5 separate regions of the Mus musculus genome follow, and all the other regions are linked to region 1. The links are chromatin contacts, called in public HiChIP or PLAC-seq and promoter capture Hi-C maps. All regions are on one chromosome and are shown on one strand. Each heading gives the region's core, a stretch centred on a gene start, on an enhancer-like site or on the middle of the called end of the contact. The rest is flanking DNA. Distances are from core to core; before and after follow the strand shown. Region 1 holds the start of Gorab (golgin, RAB6-interacting). Region 2 has its middle 40 kb from the start of Gm32333. Region 3 has its middle 22 kb from the start of Gm32333. Region 4 overlaps Gm32333 (a long non-coding RNA gene). Region 5 overlaps Prrx1 (paired related homeobox 1).

What was found. Promoter capture Hi-C pulls out the DNA fragments that hold promoters and counts their contacts. HiChIP or PLAC-seq counts read pairs in DNA pulled down with a chosen protein or histone mark.
Region 2: a promoter capture Hi-C map of cranial neural crest shows a contact between it and region 1. The contact joins the enhancer-like site here to the promoter of Gorab in region 1. A contact is called at or near these places in 7 of 39 promoter capture datasets (the 3T3-L1 cell line, cranial neural crest, frontonasal cranial neural crest and 3 more), 1 of 484 Hi-C or Micro-C datasets (the C2C12 cell line), 1 of 115 datasets of contacts at active chromatin or transcription factors (forebrain) and 2 of 9 other capture datasets (adipose tissue and pancreatic islet).
Region 3: a promoter capture Hi-C map of second pharyngeal arch cranial neural crest shows a contact between it and region 1. The contact joins the enhancer-like site here to the promoter of Gorab in region 1. A contact is called at or near these places in 6 of 39 promoter capture datasets (the 3T3-L1 cell line, cranial neural crest, frontonasal cranial neural crest and 3 more) and 1 of 9 other capture datasets (pancreatic islet).
Region 4: a promoter capture Hi-C map of 3T3-L1-derived adipocytes shows a contact between it and region 1, with 6 times the contacts expected there. The contact joins the enhancer-like site here to the promoter of Gorab in region 1. A contact is called at or near these places in 8 of 39 promoter capture datasets (the 3T3-L1 cell line, 3T3-L1-derived adipocytes, the SN4741 cell line and 4 more), 1 of 15 datasets of contacts at CTCF or cohesin (the NIH/3T3 cell line), 7 of 484 Hi-C or Micro-C datasets (adipose-derived mesenchymal stem cells, embryonic fibroblasts, myocytes and 2 more), 6 of 115 datasets of contacts at active chromatin or transcription factors (the NIH/3T3 cell line, craniofacial prominence, embryonic fibroblasts and 3 more) and 1 of 9 other capture datasets (adipose tissue).
Region 5: an H3K4me3 HiChIP or PLAC-seq map of neural progenitor cells shows a contact between it and region 1, with 3 times the contacts expected there. The contact joins the enhancer-like site here to the promoter of Gorab in region 1. A contact is called at or near these places in 4 of 39 promoter capture datasets (the 3T3-L1 cell line, hippocampal neurons and liver), 1 of 15 datasets of contacts at CTCF or cohesin (the NIH/3T3 cell line), 3 of 484 Hi-C or Micro-C datasets (cerebral cortex, nephron progenitors and ventricular fibroblasts), 1 of 115 datasets of contacts at active chromatin or transcription factors (neural progenitor cells) and 1 of 9 other capture datasets (adipose tissue).

What each region holds. Positions count from the first base shown.
Region 1 is chr1:163,400,941-163,405,950 of GRCm38.p6, forward strand. It overlaps Gorab (golgin, RAB6-interacting), which reads right to left and starts at 2,729. Exons shown (of 5, transcript NM_178883.6): 1 at 2,583-2,729. The coding sequence starts at 2,643. It overlaps Gm24940 (a small nuclear RNA gene), which reads left to right and starts at 1,343; the gene lies at 1,343-1,462.
Region 2 is chr1:163,655,437-163,660,446 of GRCm38.p6, forward strand. No RefSeq gene overlaps it. Among named protein-coding and RNA genes, the nearest start is that of Gm32333, 40 kb to the left of the region's middle. Within about 2 kb of position 2,930, at least 16 of the 459 cell types and tissues checked have an H3K27ac peak or open chromatin away from gene starts, as enhancers often do.
Region 3 is chr1:163,637,861-163,642,870 of GRCm38.p6, forward strand. No RefSeq gene overlaps it. Among named protein-coding and RNA genes, the nearest start is that of Gm32333, 22 kb to the left of the region's middle. Within about 2 kb of position 2,986, at least 7 of the 459 cell types and tissues checked have an H3K27ac peak or open chromatin away from gene starts, as enhancers often do. A contact at or near this core is called in second pharyngeal arch cranial neural crest, where this site is marked.
Region 4 is chr1:163,571,552-163,576,561 of GRCm38.p6, forward strand. All of the region lies in intron 1 of Gm32333 (a long non-coding RNA gene), which reads right to left. Among named protein-coding and RNA genes, the nearest start is that of Gm39689, 5.2 kb to the right of the region's middle. Within about 2 kb of position 3,055, at least 81 of the 459 cell types and tissues checked have an H3K27ac peak or open chromatin away from gene starts, as enhancers often do. A contact at or near this core is called in 3T3-L1-derived adipocytes, the NIH/3T3 cell line, adipose tissue and 7 more, where this site is marked.
Region 5 is chr1:163,255,606-163,260,615 of GRCm38.p6, forward strand. Prrx1 (paired related homeobox 1) reads right to left here. Exons shown (of 4, transcript NM_011127.2): 3 at 2,156-2,337. Among named protein-coding and RNA genes, the nearest start is that of Gm20471, 22 kb to the right of the region's middle. Within about 2 kb of position 1,911, at least 13 of the 459 cell types and tissues checked have an H3K27ac peak or open chromatin away from gene starts, as enhancers often do. A contact at or near this core is called in neural progenitor cells, where this site is marked.

The DNA of each region.
Region 1 (5,010 bases), core at 1,479-3,978:
TGTGTATATGTTTGGCATATATTTGTGTATATGTATGCCATACACTCTTCCAACCTGTACTACTGAAAATAATTCAGTTTAAGATGTCAATGACTGCAGCTGACATACTCCCTCCCTGTAACACCATTTCAGTAATATACAAATGTTTCCAGTTCCAAAAATTATATCACTTACTTTTATTAAAGTTATTTGCTAGTGAAAGCATTTAATTGCCAATGTTCTAATTCCAATCTTCTCTTCTTCCTACCAAAATGACTGTCATGTGACAGCATCAGAAGATTATATGGAATGACTGTATCAGCTTCACTGGCAACCCATGCTACACGTGACACTAGACTGAAACATAAACCTTCATTACTTTAAACAACTGGCTGTTTTAAAGGTTTTTTTATTGCTTCAATTAAAACTGCTTTTGCCTAATATATTAATTAGCGGTGCTTCTGTATAGACTTACCCCTCCCATCACACTCCCTTGCCTCTCTACCAATTCTGCTTCACTCCTTTGATATTCTTCAGCTACTCTCAAAATGCACCTGCTTTCCCTAATTTTGTTCATATATAAACTCTTTTAGACTATTATCTACTCAGCCACAACTTGCTTTTGCAAATATTCATGTAATTTATACAAATTCATTATTAATGAATGTGACTAGCGATTAATAGAGTCCCACCAATAGATCTAACACATATTATGTATCCTCTCATCTGCTAGCAAACAACTCGTTTGTCTCTAACTTTTGGATATTATAAACAAGGTGGCTAAGAACATTCTTGACTGCACATGCATTTATGCATTCGAGTGTCTCAAAAGCACCCTGTACTTATTTTGGCTGGCAACAGATCCCATCTTCCTAGATTATTTAACTGCATTCTTAACAGCTGCGAGGAGGACTCGATTTCTGCAGCTTTAAAAATGGGAAACCAAGGAGACTTGGTATTTTTGTTCTGATCACTGTGTTCCACTATGGCTACATAAAAACTGGAAGATACTTCTGTTCTTACAGATGTCATAGATGAGTGATTTTATACCCACAGTCTAGCGTTTCATGACCAAGTGACGGGCCTTAAAGTTTAGGTTCTCATCACCTTCTAACCAAATCCAAATTAAACAGTTAAAATATACTTTTTAGATAACAAACATATTGGAGTCCTACATTAAACCTTTGTCAAATCAAGCTAAAGCCAAGATTCAACCTCCATGAAATGTCCCCAGTGTCCATTAAATCCTCAGCGTGAACTTGCTCTATGGCTACCACCTTATTGTACTGTCTGTCTCATGAATCTACAAGGTCTCTAAGGGCAAAGATGTCCTGCTACTTTTGACATCTCTAAGGCAGACGTTGTGCTTCATGGCAGGTTAGCATTCCCCATGACAAGGACGGAAGAGGCCCCTGGACCAGACAACACACCTGATTCAAATACTGAGAACTGAGTCAGATCAGATCTAGGTGCCTGCATTTGTACATATAGGTATATGAATGGAGAATGAGTTACAGAAGGAAAGAACCTGAAAACAGCCAGCTGGACAGAATCAGTTGGAACACATCTGACATGATAATTCCATGACAGTACTAAGAAAGATCAGCCAGTCCAGTCTTCCCCACATTGACCCCATGTTAGTAATTTACTTCCTTCTGCACCTGTCAGTCCTAGATAATTCACATATCTAGGCTAAATATTCCAAGTACCCAAGACATATCCAGATATCTCACAAACTATAGACATGGAAGAATTTAATTTTATCCTTAAGGTACTTTTTAAAATGTTGCCAAGAGTGGCACAAAGTTCTCACAGAAGTGATGGGCATTTCCAAGCCTACCACAGACATTTTTGTGAAATTGCAATCACAGGTCAAGAGCATTTTACATCCTTTCCTACCAAGTACTGGAAAACTTAATAAATCAGAAGCAGCGTTATCGCAAGCCCATACAGTGATCTATAATTATTCCAGAAAGCCCCCCGCCCCATCCGGGGCAGCAGATTTCCACTGTCCCTGAAGGCAGAAGAGACAGACATGTAAGTGCACTGTGCATGTACACACAAATACACACACGCACTTCAAATCTAACCTCTCGAAAAGTCCTTTTAGTTTGCTGACTCCCAAGAACTGGAAAGAAATGCAAACTCATCTGGTAGCCAGAAGTAAAGGCAATGCGGATGGATCATAAATACCACTTCTTCTGCGTTGATTCACTCTCATGACACCTTTCCCAAATATCTGGTTTTATAAGTTCACAATTATGATGCTGTATATGCAGTATTAGTCTTCATTCACCCTGAACCCAAGTTTACAACCATTGGTTTGGGTTAAAAGCCTCCCTTAGGGGCCATTCAGGTGGTGGCTTCGCTTTCTCTTCCTAACCTCATTCCTTTTTACAGGAAAACATCAAATCATCAGAAAACAGATGCTAAAAGAGAAACCCCTGGGCCGTCCCTCTGGCCTCTGCAGCAAAGACACCTAGGGAATCCCACCACCCCTGTCCCCCAACTTGGAGTTCCAGCCCCCACGCCCCCTCGCCCACTAAGACGGCCTCCTGTCCTTCAGACTCGAGACTCCACACCCGCGCGCAAGTACACCTTACCTTTATTCTGCTTTAGTCTCCTCAGCTCTTCCTCAGAGAAGCCCGCCCAATCCTGAGCCATCCGCCTAGCCCTGGGCACCCAAAGAGTGCCCAAATCTCCGCGCGCAGACTGCCAACACAGCTCCACAGGCACATCCGGGTTCCTTCAGTGGCGCGGCGAACAGCCAATCAGCGTGCCGAACTGTGGCGCTAGGCCTCCCTCTGCATTCAGGGACCCGGTACCTGTGGGGCTGCCCCGAGCGATGCCTGAAAGCCTGACTCGGTGGACTACAAAAGCACGGCCTTCGCTTCCACTCACAGGCCTCTGCTACACGTTCCAGTTCTTCTTGCTTTATATCTTTGGGGGGAAGTGGGGGTTATGGGAATATGAGGAAGGGTTGAGGAAAACAGGTAGAGCGGCAGTGACAGAGGAGGCCTACAGGTCGGAACTGCCTGACTAGCTGGGCGGAGCCTGTATTGCCTGGGAGGTGGGCGGTACCGGAGCATCCTTGGCTTGTAGGTTCTAAGTCATGGAGAAACAGGGTGTAGGGTTGAGATTTAAGCATTGGCCAGTTCACTTCTAGACAATAACATCTAGCAGATTTCGATTTCTTGTTTCTATGATGAATGAGTCTAAGAACCTAATCCTTATGCCAAGATATTTTGCTGGTCTCCTCCTGCCTATAGAAGTCCCTCAACACACCACACTCAAGTCCTAAATGGTGATTTTTTTTTCTTTTGTCTAAAGCTATCTTCTTGAGCTTCCATTTCTCCGTTTTAAGCAGAGTTTAGAAAATTAGAAGATGCAAAGCTTGTCCATGTATGTGTAGGTCAGCGTTTTTTAAACCATTTCTTTTTTTCATTATTTTTACTAAAAACAACTGAAAACATTACATTGGCTACATTGAAAATTTTTTTAAAGAATATTAATTTTCGACTCGAGAGTCAATATTTTTAATCAAGTTGAAGTAAAGGAGTATACTGGAAAATAAAATATGACACCAGCAATTGAAATGAGCAGTTCAGTTATATAAGTATCAGAAAAAAGTTTGACATCTTTCTTGTAATCTTTGAACTTTGAAATGTAACAGGTTTTCCAAAATTCAAGGATGCCACACATGCTTATCTTAAAGATGAGTTTATTTTCAATATATTTGAAAGGCAAAATACCATCCAAAAGGATTAGTTTCGTTCAAGTTTTGAACATAGACTAAATGTGTAAACAGATATACATTAACTCCAGAATAGAATGTATTAGTCACAATCTGGTAGTGGATTCAGCTTGCCCTCTGCACACAATAACCATTTACTAGTGACTCAACAACAATTTTAAACCTACTTGTGTGCTTTCTGTTACATTTTATTTATACATTTTCTATAAGACAAGATTTATCACTAATCTTAATAGAGTCAGTAATTATGGTATTTTAAAAGGTTTTGCCTTGCTTGTGAATGCAAATCAAGGCACCAGCAAGAGATAATAAAAGCCAATAAAATACATCTGTATAAAATTATACTTTCCCCCTTGCAACATTCCAAATCTCCTATTTGTTGTTCTGTTGGCCCTTCCTCAAGGAGTTCACTTTTGTCAAATGCTGTAGGAGATACTGGTGGGAACTAAGCTCCAGAAGTCTTTGCTCTGTGGGAGTTCTTGGTTCTGAGTTGAGAGAGTATCTCAGTTGAGAGTTTTGCTGGAAGTCTCACTCACATTATACTAACTATATTTAAGGGGAAATTTTCCCCATTTGTGTAGTAAATTTGGATCCTACCACCATATACACAAAGGGTATTTACTGTTTTCTCACACACAAAAGGCTTCCTTATTCTCCAGAGCAGTAGGCTGTGTTTTTCTAATCTTTATATATTCTCTTCTTTTCAGGCTCTTTACTAGTTTGTTTTCAATTATATGTAAGAAACTCAAACTTGAGTAGTTAGCTTTTGTAGTATTCTCTTTTTATATTCTTTTAAGTTCCATGATGAACATTTTTGTGTTTAAATAAAAGTTTTATATATAATTCAGCATGTTCATGTGTTTATGAGAAGGTATCATCTATGACAATTTGGATTGTAATATATTCTCCAGTTGATTCTCCATTAGATGGTTGGTGTTTCATCTGGACTCAGATGTGGTGTCTCATCCCTATAGTTCCAGCACTCAAGAGGCTACAGCATGAGTTTGAAGCCAGTCTGAGTTACACAGTGAATTACAGATCAGCCTGGCTGCAATGTGAGACCCAGTACAATTTAGATAGATAGATAGATAGATAGATAGATAGATAGATAGATAGATAGATAGATGATATTTTTAAAAATCTAATTGTGTTTCTAGCATATTTATAAAATGGAGCTGCCTGGCTGCCTCAGGAGGTTGAGGTACTTGCTGTGGAAGTCTGGCATCATGAGTTCAATCCCTGGTACCCCACATAAGGGTGAATGGGGAGAAGTTAGT
Region 2 (5,010 bases), core at 1,680-4,179, 250 kb after region 1:
TATATATGTGTGTATCTCCCATTTCCTACCCACTACTGATTCTAATCTCCTGCTAAGTTTTGAAGTAATTCTTTGCCTTTGCTACCAACTAGTTCTAATTCTTCATTTCTCTTCACTCAGTGGTGCCATTGGAACTGTTTTCATGCCAGGGTAGTGTCTTTCTACTGAGTCTTGGTGTATTCACTTACCAGCTTCTAGCCCAATCTATCCATTTTCACTTAGTAAGTCATGTTGGTAAGAAGTAGGCAAGATAGTCTAGAGCAAAGAGAACGGCAAGATCAGATCCGCTGTCTCTCAGTAATTGTTAATGAAAAGAATCTCCTTCAGCATTATGCTTATTCCGCATTAAACTTGCGAGAGCTCGTGTTTGCTACAGCTCACAGGCAAGTAGCATGCTTGAAATTCCTGACTGATTACTTGAAATATGATAACAGTACATTAAAAATGTCATCAACACATGCATATACACCCCCACACATGGTAACTGTAGGTAGTAATGGATATGTTATTTGATTGTGGTTATCACTACACAATGTGTCTGTAAATGTAGATGTGTGTGTGTGTATGTGTGTGTGTGTATGTGTGTGTGTGTATGTGTGTATGTGTGTGTGTATGTGTGTGTGTATGTGTGTGTGTGTATGTGTGTGTGAATGAATGTATGTATCTGTACGTGTGTGTGTGTGTGTGTGTATGTGTGAGTGAGTGTATGTATCTGTACGTGTGTGTGTGTGTGTAAAACTCATCCTGCTCACACTGAAAATTAACAAGTTTTACTTGTGAATGAATTACCTCTTTGAAACAAGCTTGACCTAAGCTACAAGGTACGACATACTTTTACATAGTTTTCCATGTTAAATCATAAAAGCTCGCCTGCTGATTTAGTAGATAGTTGAATGATGGAGGGACACTAGGTCACATTCAACATGTTGACCACACGGTTTTCCTCGGGTGCTCTCCATTTTGACTTCTGTAACAATATGCTGCTCTCTGTGTTTCCAAACCACCTTTCAGAATTCTCCCTCTTCTTCCTACCCTTCTCTTTTTCTTCTTCTCCCTTCTCTTCTTCCTCCTCTTACCCCTCCTCATCCTCCTTTTCTTCCTCTATCTTTCTCAACATGAATATCACGTAAAGTTTATCCTTTTTTCATTGAGTGTGCCAAATGGTTACAGAGGCGAGGTATCAGCGACACGTGGTACTGTGCTTGTCCTCGAGTGGCTTTATAGGCTGATTCACAGTGATGGCATGAACTCATCTCTTCCCTGTGACTCTGAAGTCACAATGTATCCCTTTCTAACCACTGGCTACTTCTGTGTAGCTGTGGTTGTGAGAGCCACCACAATATTTTTATTTCCCTGTAATCCCCCAGGGTGGCTTCACAGAGTCACAGATTCTCAGAGACAGCCCTCTTCTCTTCGGCAGATAAATGGACTGGAGAGATGGGGCTTCTTGCCAGGTGTCCCTATGACTGCATCAAAACTGACTCAGAACCAACCTCCAGACACCTACTGCTCTGCCTGTGAGACCATGTAGCCATTCTTAGTGGGCCGTTTTCTCCACACTGGTCCTTCAGTATCTCTATACTCTGTAATGGTTTGGCATTTCCTCCCATTCCGTAGAGGATGACAGCATGACCTGGAGATCAGAAGACAAGAATCCATACCTCTCTTGACAGAACAAACAACTTCTTCAGGCCCCATGTCAGCTTGTAGAAGATTAGCTTTGAGAACCACTGACCCCAGGCTAGAGCAGTGAGGCCAAGTCCATTAAAATTCATGTGTATCATGTGGGAGCTGCAGTAACTGAAATCATTCCTGAGGTCACACGGTGTGTTAACCCCCATCCTTCTCATCACAGTGATGACGGCTTGTATACACAAGCACAGAGCTAACAAATCCTCAGCTCCAGAGAGAAGTCTATCTGGAAAAAGACTAAGTGATCACTCCTTAAAGTGCCTAAAGCAGAGGACTGAAGGAGGAGCAAATATTGACAGAAACCTGATAATATTTGTCTTTCCCTCAGTAAAGACAATCCCCAGATGTCCTATGGACAAGTAGAGCCCAAGGATGAAGTAAATGGGAAGGGGAGGGGGCAAGGAAAGGAGAATAGAAAGAGAGGAAGGAAGGAAGGAAGGAAGGAAGGAAGGAAGGAAGGAAGGATGGAGGGAGGGAGGAAGGAAAGGAGGGAAGAATAGGAGGGAGAGAGAGAAGAAGTGGTGTGGGAGAGGAGAAGAAAATGAAATAGAAAAAAAGAAGAAAAGAAGGAGAGAAGGAGATGCAAAGAGGAGAAGGAGGAGCGAGAACTCTATCACCAAACTGACGCCTGTCAGATAAAAGAGATTGGAGCCATAAATTCCTCCCAGCCATTCTAATGGGATTTTAATACAACATTTGGCCATCATCTTTTTTTATTCTTTTAATGACATACATGCCCAAAGTATAACTGTGGAGCCTCTGAACTCTGTATATTTCTGTAATACACAACGAAAACAGCCGTCACATCCATTTTAAGGGATTTTTTAATGCATTACAGTGAGGTCTCCAGGCTCAGAATTGAAGGGAGCAGTGTGAGTTCTGTCTGTACATCGTCTGTGACGGGGCCTGAATTCCAGCCAAAGCAGGTTTTTTGGTTTTTTTTTTTTTTTTTTTTTTTTTTTTTGTAAAATAAAATAAAATAAAATACAGTTTTTTTCCTTAAGAACATTATATTTTTAAACTGGAAATAATTGTATTTTGTATCTTATATGGCATCTGAGAGTGATTTAGTTGAACAATGTGGTTTCTGATTGGTATTTGAATTGGTTCCAGAACATTTTTCGTAATAACCATCATAAAGATCCCAATTATCTGATCCTCTTTCCCCTGCGTCACGTGGTTTCAGAGGAGGTTTCCAGAGAAAGAGAGAGACCTGCAGAGGCTGACAGCCACCTCTCATCTAGAGCTAAAGTGTTGCCTGCTGGCTAGGGTCCTTGTTATTCTGAGTTGGCTAGGATGCATTTACAGCCCCATAAAGGAGGCCTTGGCATTACCAGAATAATTACTTACTAAAACCAGCCTATAAAACCAAAGGGTTGCCTGAGCTAAAAGGCAAACAGGGGACTTTTTTTCTCTCTTTTAGTGCTAACATGTAAAACTAGTAAAGCATATTTAGGTTTCAATTAAATCAGCCCTGGGTGCAAAAGGGAATGGCCAATGTCCCAGGTGCACAGCAAGATCAATTCCCTGGGGCTAGAGAGGAGCTAAAGAAAGTGGCCTTGTTAAATATGAAAAAGCCCCCCTCTGCTATGGTGTAGCCCTACTGGTGTGTGGAGTAAGAGCTAGCTCTGGAATCAGCAGCTACATATGATGAGGGTGTGCTTACAAAAAGGTGAGACCCACAACTGTGAGCCCAACTCTCTGTAGAGTGGGCAGTGGGATGCTTCTTTCACAAGCTCACTGAAATAAGCAAGGAAAATAATCTGTGAGAAAGGCTGAGAATAATACCCAAAATACAGCAGGGTGTACAGTAATAGTAGACCTTGCTAACGATTAAGGGTATATGAGAAGTGGTTACCTCTACATGTCATGGAATATTCCAGTACACAAACAGTTGCTTTCGTCAACACATATTAACAATGAGAACATGGCTCATTTTTATATTTTTCTGTTATGATCTATTCATTTATTTCATCTCTGACTATACAGGACATTATATATAGTCATTGTGGAATGATTAAATCTGTCTAGTTTATCAATGGATAACCACACATACTTACTTTCTTTTGCTGTAAGAAGAAATAAAATCTATTCATTGCAGTTTTAAAATAGGCAAGGCATTGTTAATCTTAATCACCATATTGAACAATAGATTGCTAAAATTTATTTCCCTCAAATGTTGAACCTTTCACTGGCATCTTCCCTTTCTCTGTCACCTAACTCCGCCCCAACCTCTGGGTACCACTTTTCTACAGTCTAATCCTGTGGATTCGTGTTTTTGTGTGATTACAGAGGAAACTAGAAGATGCTGTGCTAAGTGCAATAAGCCAAATACAGATAGTGAAATGAATGGTCTTACTTACATGAGGGTAATCTAATAAAGAATAAATATCTAGGGAATCTCAAATGCCAACGCATACTCCTAATCATTTCAAACAGTTTATCTTCTTCAGTACTTTCAATGTCTTCTCTAAAGTGTGGGATCTGGACAGTGGCAAATTTAGAAATAGAATGGCCAGACAAAATCAGTCATAAGACACAGAACACCCAGTCAAAGTTGTATTTCAGATAGACAATGTTATGGTGTAAATATGATCCCCGCTTCCCTGTCCCCAAAGTTTGTGTGTTAAAGACTTGGTCTCCAGCAAATGGCACGTTGGGAAAGCAGATCAAGGAGTTCTGATCTCTTTAATGGACATAGATATATTCATAACTTAATATGCTGTGGAAGGTAGTGAGAATTGTGAAAGGCAGGGCACAATTGGAGGCAGTGAGTCTCGGAGCATATCTTTAAAGGCTATATTCTGTTCCCAGTCCCTCAGATATAAAATAACATAGTTGAAAATTGCAAAGTCCTGTGCAGAAGAGAATGGGTCCTGTGCAGAATAGAATTGGGTACGGATAGTAGCCTTGTTTTGTAGACATTTGCTCTCCTGAGAACTCACCACATAAGACCAACTGATGACATCATTCCTGCTGATGACAGTAGCCACAAGTCCTAATAATTACCCTGGTGCCCCACCCTCTTAGAGTTTGAGCACCTCAGTATCCTATGATATGGACCAAGCTCCAAGAGCATGAACTTTTGAAAGATATACTTCCACCATATCTACACATAGCAGGTGGTGATGGAAGATCTTGGGGAATTCTCTACAAGAGAGTCATCCTGATAGTGCTCCGTCATCACATATGTTTCAAAAATATCATAGGCATGACCATACCAGTTACCTGGTAGCAAATGAGTAACATACACTACAGCTACACATGCCCCAGGTCTTAAAATGACACAGAATCACTTTAGTTCACATTCTATTAACT
Region 3 (5,010 bases), core at 1,736-4,235, 240 kb after region 1:
CTTCTGAGCACAAATAACCTCGCTGCAGCCTTTCAAATGCTAGGATAACAGACACAGAGCATCATGCCTGACTCTCTCTATATATGTTTTTTTTTTAGATTTGCTGGATGTATTTTTAGTGTAGCTCTCTCTAAATGCTATTTATATTTTACTAAAATATCCAACAATATAAACAGAATACATTTAATCTATATAAAAGACACAAAAGTGAAGCTAACTTTAAAAATGAAAAGCAGATTTCTTTTTAAACTTGACTTTGACATTTACACACATTATTATTTTCCACAATAAAGTACAACCAAGAATAGTATTCTGAACTTTAGATATGATGCAATTAAAGATCCAAATTTCTGCCATATTTATTATGTGACCTTAAATGAATTGGCAATCCATCCCTGTTTTCCTTTGGTTAAGTATCCAAGTTATACTGAAGCAGATAGCTTTCTCTTAACATTATTTGTAGCCCACTACCATCACCTTTAAGTACTCTATTGGTTTATCCTCATGTGCAAATGCATACACACACATGCACACACACATGTGCACACACACAAATATACCAATATCATCTAGATGTGCTTCCAGTTGCAGATAACATAACAGGGCTCTAAGCAAATATTGATTGCCTGTGTCATTTGGTTTTGCTTTAATAGATCAAAATGGCAAGACTTTCTCCCAAAGTTGCAAGAGTCTCCATAATCACAAATTCTTGTTTCTATTTTCATCTCAGATGAAAGACACACAGAGGAAAAAGGATAGGAAGATGAAGAGGGGGAGGACAGGCCAAGGGTGTAAGGAAAGGGTTGGAGAAGGGGAAAAAAGAGACATATTGGAAGATGTGGGGAAAGGGAGAGAAAAATGGAGAGAAAGGGAGGGGAGAGAAATGGAGGGAAAACTTTTTAATAGTTTCATCATTTGGAATCAGCCACTCATAATTACAAAAGAAAATAGCATTATGAGAAGGATTCACATAGTGGTCTTAAATAAACTATGATTCATCACATAGATACACATATTACCAACCTGAAGAAAGCCAGGGCTCTCTTATCTAGGAAAAAGGAAGTATAATATTAGATGCATTATTAAAAATGTCTGCCATGACAACTTACTGCTTACTAACACTATTCTGTAGATATGTATTTTACATAATGTATGTCATTTAATGATCTCAATACTATAATCTGATTATTTTTAAATATTGTTTGTTTCCTATACCTTATAATCATGAAGAATGAGCCTTAACTATGAGCACAACTGAAAGTGTGGCCTGGGCTGGAAATTAAGCTTGAATCTCACATTTTTTTTCTGCAGATCCACACTGTACATAATCTTACCACCTGCTTTTTATCCATTCTTCACTCCATAATGATCATTCAGAAAACACTATTTTAATCCTCACTTCCAATGACATAACCCTACTGGCCTCTAAAATGAAGCTCTGTAAATCCCTACCTACATGGTTTTTAAAAAACAAAGCTGACATTACAATTTTGTTTCAGCTACAAAATGATTTCACAGTTCAAACCCAAAGGCACAATTCCACAGAGTCCTGTGAGCATTTGGTTCCTGTAAGAGACATGGAAGTATTAACTTGTAAATTAAACAAAGACAGTCAGGGAGCTGAACACTCAACCATTGAGAACTTAGTATATGATAGGCATTCTTCAAAATCCTTTCAGTATAAAAATATAAAAGACAGACTAGCTTCCTGACATTTAACGTCCCAATCCAACAGAGAAGAAAGGCATATAAGCCTTCGGGAGGGACTTACTACTGTTATTTTGCCAAATAGACACATTGTCAAATTATCCTCTAAACATTCATGCTTATACCCATAGATTTATGCAGCCCTCAAGCTAAGTCAAAGAAGTTTCTTTTTGCAGTGAATAACGGTTAATGTAGAGACTCATAAATGTTCAAAGTGTAGAAAGTAATTGACTAAATGCTAGCCATAGATGGAGCATCTATCTCAACAGATTATTCAGAGACCATTAAAGTAGAAAGGCAGAAAAATATAAAAGCCAGAGGCTAGGAAGGAATGTTATGAAATGTTCTGTTCTAATCATGGCATGGCTGTCACACACATGAACTTATGGCAGCTGTGGTTCTCTGTACAAGACCAAGACAATTAAAAATTCTAGCATAAACAAGAGAAGGAGCTGCTGAGGCCCCACCCCTATGTCAATGCTATTGTCAATTGATGGCAGCTGGAAACAGGAGACTCACTTTTCTTTTGAGGTATGGATACTGGTAGCTTTCTCACAACCCAGTGGATGGCCCCGCATCTGTGCACATATGAGAAAGAGCAGTTGGTTTCAGGGGCTAACAAAAAAAATAGAGACATATTCAGGAGGGTGTTCAGAGGGAACTGTGGGGGACTATGTATGATCAATATATATTGTATACATATTTGGGGTTCTCAAAGAACAAAATATTAAAAAAAATACTTTTAGGTAGTATGAGTGTTAAAGACAAGTAAACAGATAGTGAGATAAAAAACAATGGTCACAGACTAACGAGATATCTATGAAGCATGGTACTTGTTGGCTAGTAGACAGACAGGCCATGTGTGCAGAGGAGATGTCCAGGTAAGGACCTTCTGGATATAGGATTTTGTTTTTTTTAAATAGGAACCTAAGGAGGATCAGTGTTTGGGAGAAAGGAGATTCAGGAAGCGCTGGCATAGAACAAGGACTGTGTATTTTATCCAAAGCACAATGAGAATTTTGATGAATTTTAAGTGGGGTCAGCGGAAGCTAATACAGTCTGCCTTTTAAAACTCACCCTGGGGCAAGAGACTGAACAAGGGTGCAGAGCAGGGACCACAGATGTCAGGAAGGTGATTTGGCCACAGCTGATAGAAGCAAATGGGAATGAATGGATCCAATATGGGAGAGAATTAGGATACAAGCTGTGTTCTCATTCATACCATTATGCTGAGTTCGGAACACCTGGTATCACATCACACTCATATGCATGTTCTCTGATGAATTGTGGCCACTGTTCTCGCAGCCTTCCGTAATGAACTCCTTACCACGCTGTCAAAGTTCAGGCAGCTATGTAGCATTTCCTTTTATTTGAGTGGACAAGAAGGTCGGGAAGCAGTCAGTTCATGCAAACAACTGCTGAATTCAGAGTTCCTCATCCTTCCAGGGGAAATTAAAATCCAGTCTCGTGTCCTTTTATAGACACAGCCTGTCAGAGGCTTAGCTTTGCATAATTTGCTATAATGAGTTCTAAGTGTCTCCCTTTTTCCTCTGAGTTCATGAAATTAGGATAATAGACGTTAAGAGTCTCCCCTAAAAGAGCTGTGTTCTGGGGTTAATCAGTGTGTTCCTAATTGAAATTATAAGCAGGGTGAGGAGAAACACATGTTATTTTTTGGAATCCTCCCTTGTAAATTTACTGTGTCTGATCGTCCCCTTCTTCTGGAGGAACCATCTTAACTCAATTGCAGTGTGAGTCAATCATCGTGTTGTTCTTTACAGTGAACTTTAGATATAGACAATTACCTAACCCTTTCCCACTTTGCTCTTTCGTTATCCAAACCCTTCAACTGTGATTGGTGAATCATCCTTAGAATGAGCTGCTTCAATTTGGGGTGGGGAAGGAGCTGGATTGCCAGATGAATTTCTCTGTAGATCGTTTCAATTTCTATTTTCCTCAATTTGGATGATGGTGGATTTAGAAGAGAAAGCAAGGGTTTAGCAGTTGTATGGATGATTCAACGATAAATGGCTGAACCCAAAGCAGTTAATCCTGGATCACTGATCTTTAAAGGCCTAAATATCCTCCTCTAAGGAAAATTCCTGTTTAGGAATATTCAGCATCTTGAAAATAGATTTCCACAGGTACTCAATGTGAGTGAACACTTTCAAGGATAATACGTAATGTGAAGATTCCTGTGGTGTGAGATGTCTCCCATAAGTCTTTTGGGCATTTGGATACTTAGTGCTCAGTTGTTGGCTATTTGGGAAGAATTAAGAGGTGTGGCTGACTTTGCTGGAGGAAGTATGTTACTGGAGGCAGTCATTGAAGTTTCAAAAGACTTGTTCTATTCACGAGGTGCTCTCTGCTCCTGCTTTTGGTGTTGGGGTGTGAGCTTTCTGCTGTACCTACTACAAAGCCTACACTCCACCATCATGCACTCTAACATTCTGGCAATTAAACACTGTCTTTCATAAAGTGCCTTGGTCATGGTGTTTTATCACAGCAACAGAACAATTCAACTAGTACAATTCAAGGAAGAGAAAGATGTCAGAAAATAGCTAATTTTTTTAAATCCAGGTAAGTTTAACTATAATCAAAATATGTATCAACCCTTGGGCTTGGTGGTTTAATAAGTCCCAGATGCAGTTTTGAATCCCAATCCAAGTTGCAGTAACAATGAATCTGCAAACTCTCATGTGGTGGAGGATGGTTTCGATGGGTCCCCAGTCTGAATTATTCTCCATTGCCAGAATGAGTCATAAATTCTTGGAAGAATTGGGTTTTTGGTTCCAGACATTAACATCAAAATAAATACTATGAATCTTCTGACTACTATAGATGGCTAATCACTATTTGAAGTTTCTGTGTTGCCTTCTGTTAATTACACAAATTAAGACATAAAGGAACAGCTGATGCTTATCAGCTGTATCTTCAACAGCAATGGGTGTACTAACTTGTTTAGCATAGAGACTCCTGATATGGTTGTATTGTTTGGGTCTTAGAGCTAATTACTGGTTTGGTAAATGGATTGGGAGCACTCCAAATACTACTGAGACGTCCCTTCCCACCCTTCTGACTATGCCTCAGGTTCTTCTTGCAAGGCATCTTCTTTTCCAGCCCACCATATATCTTGTCAGCCTCAAAAGAAAATCATAATAAATCCAGCAATATAGTTTTCTGACAACACAACTCAATAACTGGTCGTCTCTGCATACCATTGTCTGGGAGACAATCACCCAATTGCCAACTTTGTTTTCATGGGTTTGGAAGGCATGGACATTCATAGGACATTGCGAACCA
Region 4 (5,010 bases), core at 1,805-4,304, 170 kb after region 1:
CTTACTCAAGCTGAATAATCAAGCCCCATGTAGTCCAGTGATTTTTCTTCAGAAATACCAATAAGCTGCAGAATGCAACCAAGCTAGCTCCTGGTTGGACTCTCCTTTCTGCCCATTGGAAGTTGCAAGCTTTAGTGTGGAACAAATGAAGGCTCCTTATGACCCTCAGTGTGCTCACGGGTACAATGAGGTTTAAAACAGTGCTCATACAACTGTTGGATCACGTAACTCAATGCGTGTCAACATCTCTGCATATCACCTGGTATTCCAAATTGGTGAACGCGGTTAGACACTTGCACAAATCAAAGTGCATGGGCAAGCTGGTTGTCACATATAAATACAGCCACAAGTTTCCAAAAGCAAATAACTGAGTCTTCATTTAAGATAGTAAAAGCCAATATTACTAACAAAGCAATGGTTTTCACTGTCTATAATCTTTCTCAGAAATACTTTTTTAAACATCCCCATTAATTATTTTAAAGTTACATTCTCTTCAATCTGCTGGTTTTCATCACATAAATTTGGTCAGTCATTCTCTCCTGCTCTGACAATTCAACTTTTGCAAAAACCATTGGTCATCTGTCTCTTCTTCCAGAAGTCCCCTCTCCCTGGACAATTAATTTTTTTTTTAATCTCTGAAGATTGTACCTGCAAAAATTCTAACACAAGGAATTCAGTTACCATTTTTAATTGCTCACACATCTTATGTTGCCATGTTATTGTACTGGGAGACCTGTAACCACTAAACACCATCAAAAACATACCAATGTAATTTACAGGAAAACCCCTGACAGGTCCCTTTGGGCCCGTTTGACATAAGCTTGGTACCAGAACGCACTTGTAAGTCTGTGTATTTATTTCTGGTGAAAATCTCCTTGTTTACATAAGAATGCGTTCATTCTCTTACAGAGGTTGGGCTTCTTCCTCAGTCTTCCCCCTGGGGTGCAGGTCTATAATGGACCAGTGGTTTTGATGACTTCCCCAAGTTCTGTCTCCCGGAACACAGGGTCAACAAAGAAGAAAGCAGTGGTAGAGGACTGGAGGAGAGTGCCTTGGGACACTGGGAATGCAGAAGCTAAGCCCCACTGAATGGGAGCTCAGCAGACCAGAGAAGCGGGTGGGAATGAGCTGGGGAGAGGTGATGCCTCCTGACTTGGAAAGTAAGGCAGGGGGACTGGTGTGAGTTGAAAACTAGTCTGACCTTACAGACTGAGTTTCAGGCCAGTAGTCTGAGTTACAGAGTATAAAACCAAGTCAAATAAAGCAAAAAGAATGAAAGACAACCCCCTTTAGGTATTTAAATTATATATATATACACGTATATGCATACATATATCATATTTATGTATATGTATCATATATGTATATATATGTGTGTATGTATTTTACTTCTTACTGATTCTTAATGACTTTCATGTCATGAATCCCAATTCCACTCATATCCTCCTCTCTTCATATCCACCCTTTGCCCTTGCAACAAACATCCCCCACATAAGAAAATAAAAAATATAAATAAATAAATAAATAAATAAATAAGTAAGTAAATTTCATTGTGGAAGCTATAGTGTATCACACAGTATACCCTCTTGTCTACACATCTTTACTTGCAAATGTTCATTGTAATAAGTCGTTGGTTTGGTTTGACACACTTTAGCTTTTGATATACTATCACTACTGGAACCTCACTGGGACTCCACTCAGATACTCTATTGTTGCTGTGTGTCATGGAGAACCTGTAGGTTTTGGGTCTGCAGGACTAGCCCCCTGCACATGCTCCATCAGTTCAGAGATGGCATAGATGGTGGGGTGGGCCAACTCAGAGCCCTGGATCTGAGCATACATGGTAGCTGAGTTGCTCAGCTCCTCAGCTCTCCCACACCAGCCTACAAGGAGCAGGGACAGTTCTGCTGCTCTCACACCTAGGGGCAAGCTCGCCTGTGCTCACACCACACCGACCATTCCTACTGTGCTACCCCGGTGAGGTAAAGACCTACTCTCTCAAGTGGTACAGGGCCAGCTCTCCCACTTTCATTACTCTGGGGCCAGTTGGGCTTGCTGCAGGTGGTGAAGGGTAAGGGGTGGAAGAGCATCTCTCCTCCACCCATGCCACCTCACAGCAGATGAGTGGTCACTCTTAAGACTAAAAGAGCACAGTAGGCACAGGAGGCCTCCAGCCTTTCCCCTTTCTAGTTCCTCTTTCCTTCCCTAGATGTGTCTACATCTGGGATGGATGGAGCTTCTCCATAAAGCTCTTGCGATTGCTCAGGAGGCCTTGGCTTTTGCTTTGCCTTTCCAGGTTCTTCTACCTTGGCTGCTCTCTCAGCTCTTCCACACTGAACTTGTCCTTTTAAAATTCAACATGACTGATATCCTCTCCACCCTCGAACTCTTTCCTTTTGTGTCTTTGCACTGGCTGTTTCTCTCAGCTACCAACATCCAAGCCAGTTCCGCCAAATGTAGCTTCAGGGAAGACTTCTCAATGCCCAACAGCAGCATAGACTGTCCCAACTACCTCCTCTCCTGTGTTCTGGGGCACTTTGTAGTAGAGCTACTTTGTAGCTTTGCACACAAAAGTCTGTCATTACTTTTATATATCCCTCTCCTCTATTGTTTGAGGGTCTTCAGAGGTCAAGAAATATATTTTATGAATTTTATGTACTCCGATTCTTCAAAACTAGTGAATGAGGTTAAAGAATGAACCATCCAGCCTATCTATTTGTGTGAGAGTCCACTGATAAGGCTGAGAGAAGGTGGGGTCTGGAGTAGGAATCCATCCTCTTATCTTCTCTTTGTCTGGACTGTCCAATTGACTAAGTTACTATATAGAGGGTTCACTGGTAACTTAAAACAACAGCTTCTCTGGAAAAGAACTTCTAATAAAAATACCCTTTGATGGGATGAAAGAGACCTTCTAAGTAGCCAACTATATCCACTATGAAAAGTTTCCCAAGAGAAGACACAGCCACATAGCATCTGCACTAAGGGGAAGCTGTGGGAAGAAGCAAGGCACAGGGCCGCCTTTGCAAAAGAGAATAGCTTTGTGCTGAGAAGTTCTATTTGCGAGTCATGTGCTCTGGAATGTGCAAGGAAAAACAGATTCAGTAGGGACTTGACTCAGAAAGGCCTGGAACTGATGCCTAGGGATGTTCTTCAAGGTCCTGGGGTACTCAAATTCACAGTGGTCTGAGCCCAATTGCACACGCCCGGCATGTATCAGTACAAGCCTTAAATCAGAACCACCCGGGGCTGCACTGTTCCACCTCCTCCCCTCTCTCTGGCTCGGAGCCCTCCCCTCTGTCCCCCCCTCCCCTTCTCTGCAGGCTCATTAAGGCCTTTCCCAGTGCTGAGACACTGCGTTTTGGGGACTGGTGGAGTGTTTGATATTTTCCACTCTGCGTGTCAAGGGCATTTACAGTCGGCGTCAGAATGTTATGTCGGTCCGAGCAGGCACTTTGAAGTGGTAGTGGTAGAGGCCACATGTGCAGGCAAGATGTGCCTCCTCCTGATCCCTGGATCCCGAGGTTCCTGCTCAGCTCTTTCCCAGCATCATGTGACAATGAACAACACGGCTTAACCCTTTACTTCTTGGCGCAGTAGCTGCTCGTTAATATTGCTCTATAGAATAATATCCTCTTGCTGTGACAGGCAATAATAACACTCTGCTCTATCTACTCGTGGACTGTGGGAACTGTGCTGAGGCCTCTCCCCTCGACTTCTGCCCACTACATGGAACTTTTGGGGGTTGTTTTTGCTACCACTTTGCACATGTGTATGTGAGGAAAGAGCTGCAAATAGTATGCACAAAAGCAAACATTTTAATACTGTTTAATACTCCATACTGAAACTATGGAGCAATGGAGTTAAAATGATAGCATGTTTTGTTTTGTTTTGTTTTTTCGGTTTCATACCACGGCAGTACCATTCATAAAGCTGATAGGCTGCTTAATCAATCCTTTTCTCAATCCCACAATCCCCACTAAGAGCAGAGCTTGGACAACCATCATCTAAAATTTATATAAATTGATAATGAAAAAGATCACATTAGAAAATGGAGAGTATTATACAAAGACTTCCCCCCCCCCGCAAAAAAAAAAAACCTATAGAACTCTAATTAATTTCTTTTTCAGTGACTCCTGTGGAACAATCATGTCTACTCAAGGTTGGGTTAGTTCAATGACCTTTATGTCTCCAAAGACAACCCTTGGGATGCTGCCAGCCCTGGCCCTACAGTCTCCTGGATCCAAGCCAGGAGAGCATCATAAATACCAAAGGCATGAAGGGGTGAGTGAACTGAACGGCATAGGCTCTGACTCTAAGGCTACAGCATCTCTCAAGTTCTCTAGTGAAAACACCTTCCCTGGACCTTCCCCAACACCAAGGGGACCCCTGCCCAAAGCTGACAGGGATTCAGTCCTTTGAAGCCAAGAACCCATGTGACACCCTCCCAGATAACACAATTCCCAGGCTTCTTAGGTCTCTTTTCCTCCTACGCCACAGACCCTGAGCCTTTCAAAAATTGGGCAGAGTTAAAAAGACAAACAAAAAACAAGTCAGATGATGGCGTTGGCCCACATAGTTAGTAGGAATAGCTTTGTGCTGTGTGCTTTGCTATGTGCAAGGTCAAAATAATCTCCTACTACATCTGGCCATTGAACTCCTGTGGAAGAGTCTCAGCTATATGTACAATAAGGAGGACATTGGTGAGACCATACTATTGCCAAGTTAAAGTATTTTGTCCCATAAGTTGTTCCCAGGAGTGCTGCCAGCACTAGTTTGGGGGAAGGGTACACTCACCTACCTTTCTTTCTCCCTCCCTTCCTTTCTTTCTCATTTCTCACCACCCCCATCTCTCTCTTCTGCACCTTCCCTCTCTCTGTTGGAATGAGAATCCTTTCTTGTCACACAGTCCAGAAAATAGAATGTTTAGTGTGGAACAGTTTCCAAGATTCTTGATCCTTGAGAACCACTTCAGCTCGGGCTTGAGTGATGTGTTTTCAACTAGGGTTTCTA
Region 5 (5,010 bases), core at 661-3,160, 150 kb before region 1:
ACTTTTGCTTTTTTTACTTATATTGGATATTAGTTTTATTCTTCATACAAAATATGAACAATTAGCTTCTATATTGCTTCAATTGGCTTTTTTTACAAACATTGTGTATAAGAGAAATAAATGCATACCACGAAATTAGTATAAAGTACTAAGTTACACAGTTTTAAACGATAAAAGAGCATAATACAAAATAATATATACACTAAGACTATCCCTATATAAACTAATGGACTCTAATCATAAAATGAGCTAACTAATGTCAAGATGGTGAGATTATGAGTGGATTTTCAAAATAGAATTTCTATATTTTTTTCAATTAAAATAGAATATTTCCCCAAAAGGCACACCAAACCCCCATGTTACTAGTTTCTGCTAGATGCCCACACTGGGGCATGTCTCTTTGGTTCAGATTGCCTAACTTGATGCTAGTTCAGGAAGGATCTCATTTCCATTTGTGCAGTATGCTGTGTTCAGCTCCATGAGTAGGGACCACATGGCAGCCATCTGGATGGTTAATTGCTTGGGGTAAAAATCCCAAAGAAGACATAAGGAGAAAAAGGAGCAATACTTCCCGGGTAGACGCAAATTCAAACCAGAGAGCTTAATGCACCACCTCTGAACTATACCCATATTCCTGTTCACTGACTCTATGGACTACCAATAGTTGTAGGGAAAACAGTCCTTCTCTTACTTAAAATATTATAGAATATGCTATACACAAACAGTCTCCAAAATGTGTTTTTAGTAAGTTCTACAGGAGAAGCATCTAAATATCAAGTAGGTAACATAGACATGGCCACAAGGGTTGGGCCAATGAAGACCCAGAACATACATGGGTTTCTCTCATTCTTACAGACACAGATACCTATCGTTGAGATCAGAGCTGCTTCAGGCTAAGTTCACAAGGGGTGTGTAGAAAACTTCCAAATGCATCTACGACGTTTCTCTGAAGAACTTACTTGGACCTGAGAGAGCATTTAGATGAGGCTTTGGGATTTAGTGGCACCTATCAAGTGTGTCAAAGCACTTGTGTTTCACAAATGTGGCATTTCTCATCTTTATCTGGGCCCAATTCCCTGTAACCAGTTTTAAATCCCTCCATGGGTCAAGCATTAACTTTAAAAAGATACACAGATGTCATTCAATAGAAAAATGAATGTGAACATAGTTCTTCTGGGCAGGATATATAATAGCCTTGACTTGGGTTTCTCCAAGGTTTAAAGAAAGGCATACTAGCCTGATCGGGTTCAGTCCAGGAATCCTAGGTGCGTTTATGTCAACCTGTGATTTCTGAAAGGCACCATGAATGGAGGGCGAAAGTGTCCAGATAGGGATTGAAATAGTCATCTATTATTTCCAGCTGTAAATGATTCCTTCTTAATATAAAAGTTTAGTGTATTCTTCTTTTCTATTTAAAGCATATCACAGGAGAGAGAGAGAGAGAGAGAGAGAGAGAGAGAGAGAGAGAGAGAGAGAGAGAGAGAGATTGGGATACATAAGAAGTACAAACGGAGTAGGAAGTACTGGGAATCTAAAGAAAACCTTCTCCCTAACAAAGTTCTAGGGTCATGAAAGTGATTAAAATGAGCTTCTCTGTTGCTGACTTTTCCTCTTTCCCTCCTGTCTCACTCCTTTCTCTCCTCCTCCTCCTCCTCCCTCCATCCTTGCCTCACCCCTCCTCCCTTCCAGCCTTCCTCCTTTCCTTTTCATTCAAAATCAGATTTATTGTGAAGAGTGCCTTTAGTCCTACACTTGGAGTAATTACACGTTGATTCCCTACTTGGCCATAACACAGCAAATGTGTCTTAAATGGGATACTTTTGTTCCAGAATGGTTCCAAGAGGGCCATCGGGCACAGTTTACAAAGGATCTGTTCATTTATATTCTTTCCCAGTCTTGCAACCTTGGCAAGAATTCCTGAGTCCAGAAGGAGACTGCTGGTGGCTGCCCCTCTCTCTTCTGCCCCAAGCCCTGCTCCTGGGGCAACTAGAAATCTCCTGGAAAAAAAAAAGTGTGTGGATGCCAGCAAGTTGAATGTCTCTGAAGAGGTAAACCCAGTAAGGAATGTCAGCCAGCTGCAAAAGCAGCCTTGAGAGTGGTGGATGGCTGGGGAGCGTGTGGAAGTGGAGCAAGAGAGAGTGGGCCAGTCATTCACCTGTACGGAGAGGCTGTCCCCCAGGAGAGATAATCGGTTGGTCTGGGAGCAGGACGAGGTACGATGGGTTGCTCCACAGCAGTCACGTCTCCTGAGTAGGACTTGAGGAGAGAAGCGTTTTTATTGGCCAGCATGGCTCGCTCATTCCTGCGGAACTTGGCTCTTCGGTTCTGAAACCACACCTGGAAGATTGTTAGGAGGGCAGAAAGATGTCAAGAGGGAGAGGAACAACAACAACAACAACAATAGGTTACATGAATAAAACTTTGGTTGATCTTTTTACTATATAATGCCCTCTCAAGAAAAATACAAGATGAGTCTAGACCCCTTCCTAAAAATCATAGAAATCCTGCAGTGTTATCCTTCTTCCACAGGCAATGAGTTTTAGAGTTAAACCTCTGTATCTGTGGAATTCTTCAGGGGTAGAGCTTAGCATAAAAAAGGCCCGGCACAAAAGGACCATGAAATAATTGTAGTAATTAAAAATCCAGAGATGGGAATCTATGAACATTCCAGAAGACAATAAAATGTTGGTTATAAACCCTGTTGAAATTATATTCAGTAAAATTAGAATTTCCTTAGATGTTGGCAATGGATACAATAGGTTTGATTTTTTTTTTTTTGGCATTTTAAAGATTCTTCAAAATTTTTATCTGCTTCCATTGTGTTCATTATTTAAAGAAAACTCTCTATCTCCCCACACCTTCTGGCAAGGATTAAGAAGAAAATTATCCATAGAAAAGGTACAGGAAAAGCCATAGGAGGAGTGAAGGCGCAACAAAAGAAAAAGAACCACTAAAGAGCGCTCCAGTAAACTGGCAACCCCGATGGAGCCCAACCAAATGGGGACTCTGTAGACCAAGGCTAAGGGACCATAGATGTTTAGGGGTATCCCTCTCTCCTCAAGGGTGGATCTGTACACTAGGTCCTGGCTTTAGGGTCCCAGCACTTCTACCATATTGAATCAGACAGAGAAACCTATCTACATTCTATACAGGAACTCTCAGCACGGAGGAAAAAACAAACAAACAAACAAACACATCAGGCACTAAGCCCTGAGATTCAGTTGGAGGACATTTATTTGTACATCTCAAGGGATGTGCATAGCCGGACAGGATCTGCAACAACTAATTATAAACTCTTAACATATTTAAATTGATACTAGGACTAGTAACCAACATTGTGACTTACGGTATTTCTAGTTAGCATGATAATTCTGCATGTTGGGTTTTATCATTTCTACTTTAAAGTTGAGGAAATGTGTTATAATCCTGAAGTTCATGCTAATGATAACTGCATTTATTTTTACTTAAGGGTATCTAGCCCATGACCATACAATTCTTCCAGACTGCAATGTGATTTTATTCATTTATTATATTCATTCAAGAATGCTCTATGCAGTACTCATTAGAGTGCAGACCTTGTACTAAATGGGAAGAAAGAGATGGCGAGGACTTATTGACTGCTCTTAAGCAGTTCAAAGTTTGTTGAAGCCTGATGTGTATCTACATCTAAATATGTAAACCAAATATTTTTGGTCAAGTTTTTAGAAAGTATGCTGGTGTGTGGGAATAAATTGCTCTAGGGGACAAGATTTACCTAAAATGCCATGTGACTGTTGCCCCCCATAGAATCATGCAGCATGCAGGGCCTGGATGGAAATCAGCAAAGGTGGTTTTAGACACCTCCTCCCTATCTGCCCAGTCCTCAGATCTTTCCTTTGTAATAGGAACAATTCATTGCCATTAGAGTTACCATTTTAAATGTAAATGTAACTGATGCCTTGTTTGATACCCTCTACCACCTTCCTACTGGAAACTAAACTGAAAATTTCTTAACACACACACACAAAATATCACTGTCCAAGAATTAGCTCTCTGTTTATCGTAAAGCCACACTTGTTTTTTTAGTGTGTCTTAGGCTTATGCCTGTCAGAGATACAACACAGTAGATGAGTGTCAACCACATCCAGTGACACCTTACTTTCACGCTACCTCTAGTGTTCCTGCTCTCTGCCCAGGTTTCAAACCCAAGATTTTATTCTACCACCACTTCCTCTGTGAGGTGTTATAGTGAAAGGTATGTGACATTAAGGTCTAAAAGAATTGGATAAAAATGCCAACTCTCCTCACCAAGGGTTTATCCTCAAATTGTTATTTAATTTGCCTGTTACTCTCTGTCTTGTGGTTGATTCGATGACCCACATGAATACAAATAATTTTGAGTTGGTTGACAGTGTACAGGTAATACACAGGTAATAATGGGGTACTCTTCCCAGGTGGTTCCCTGGGTAGAGTAGAGTGGACCATTCTTTCCTCTACTCTATGGGCCATACTTTCAGATCCCTTTACTGTGGGAATCATCTTGTGATGACATCATCAGTCAATGGCCTGCACACCTTCTCTCTGTTCTAGGCAATGGTACCTTTAATAAGAGGGCCAGTGCCTTATTTATCTCCAGCAAATCAAATCAAGTCAAAAAAAAAAAAAAAAGCTGCAGTAGCTCAATAAGCATTTGAGGCAAGGGGGAGAAATGTATTTTGCAATGATGAATAAAACTTATCTCCATGAAGGAAGACTTTAGCATACAGGGAGAGGACTAAACCCACAGATAACTTGATACAGTACACGCCCTGTTACGACAAATGCCCTGAATATGGAGTCCCAGAGTCAGTGATTGGTTTGGTCTGAAAAAGGCTAGGAGATTAAGGAAAAATAACAAAATCACAGAGGGACAATTCTTTGCCACTGGCCCAGGAAATGTTCCCAGCAATAGAGGAGTTGCTTTGTAGTGTAGTGGGAAGGAAGAAGAAAAAAGATACAATAGACATGGGTGATACATAGATGGCATTTTCC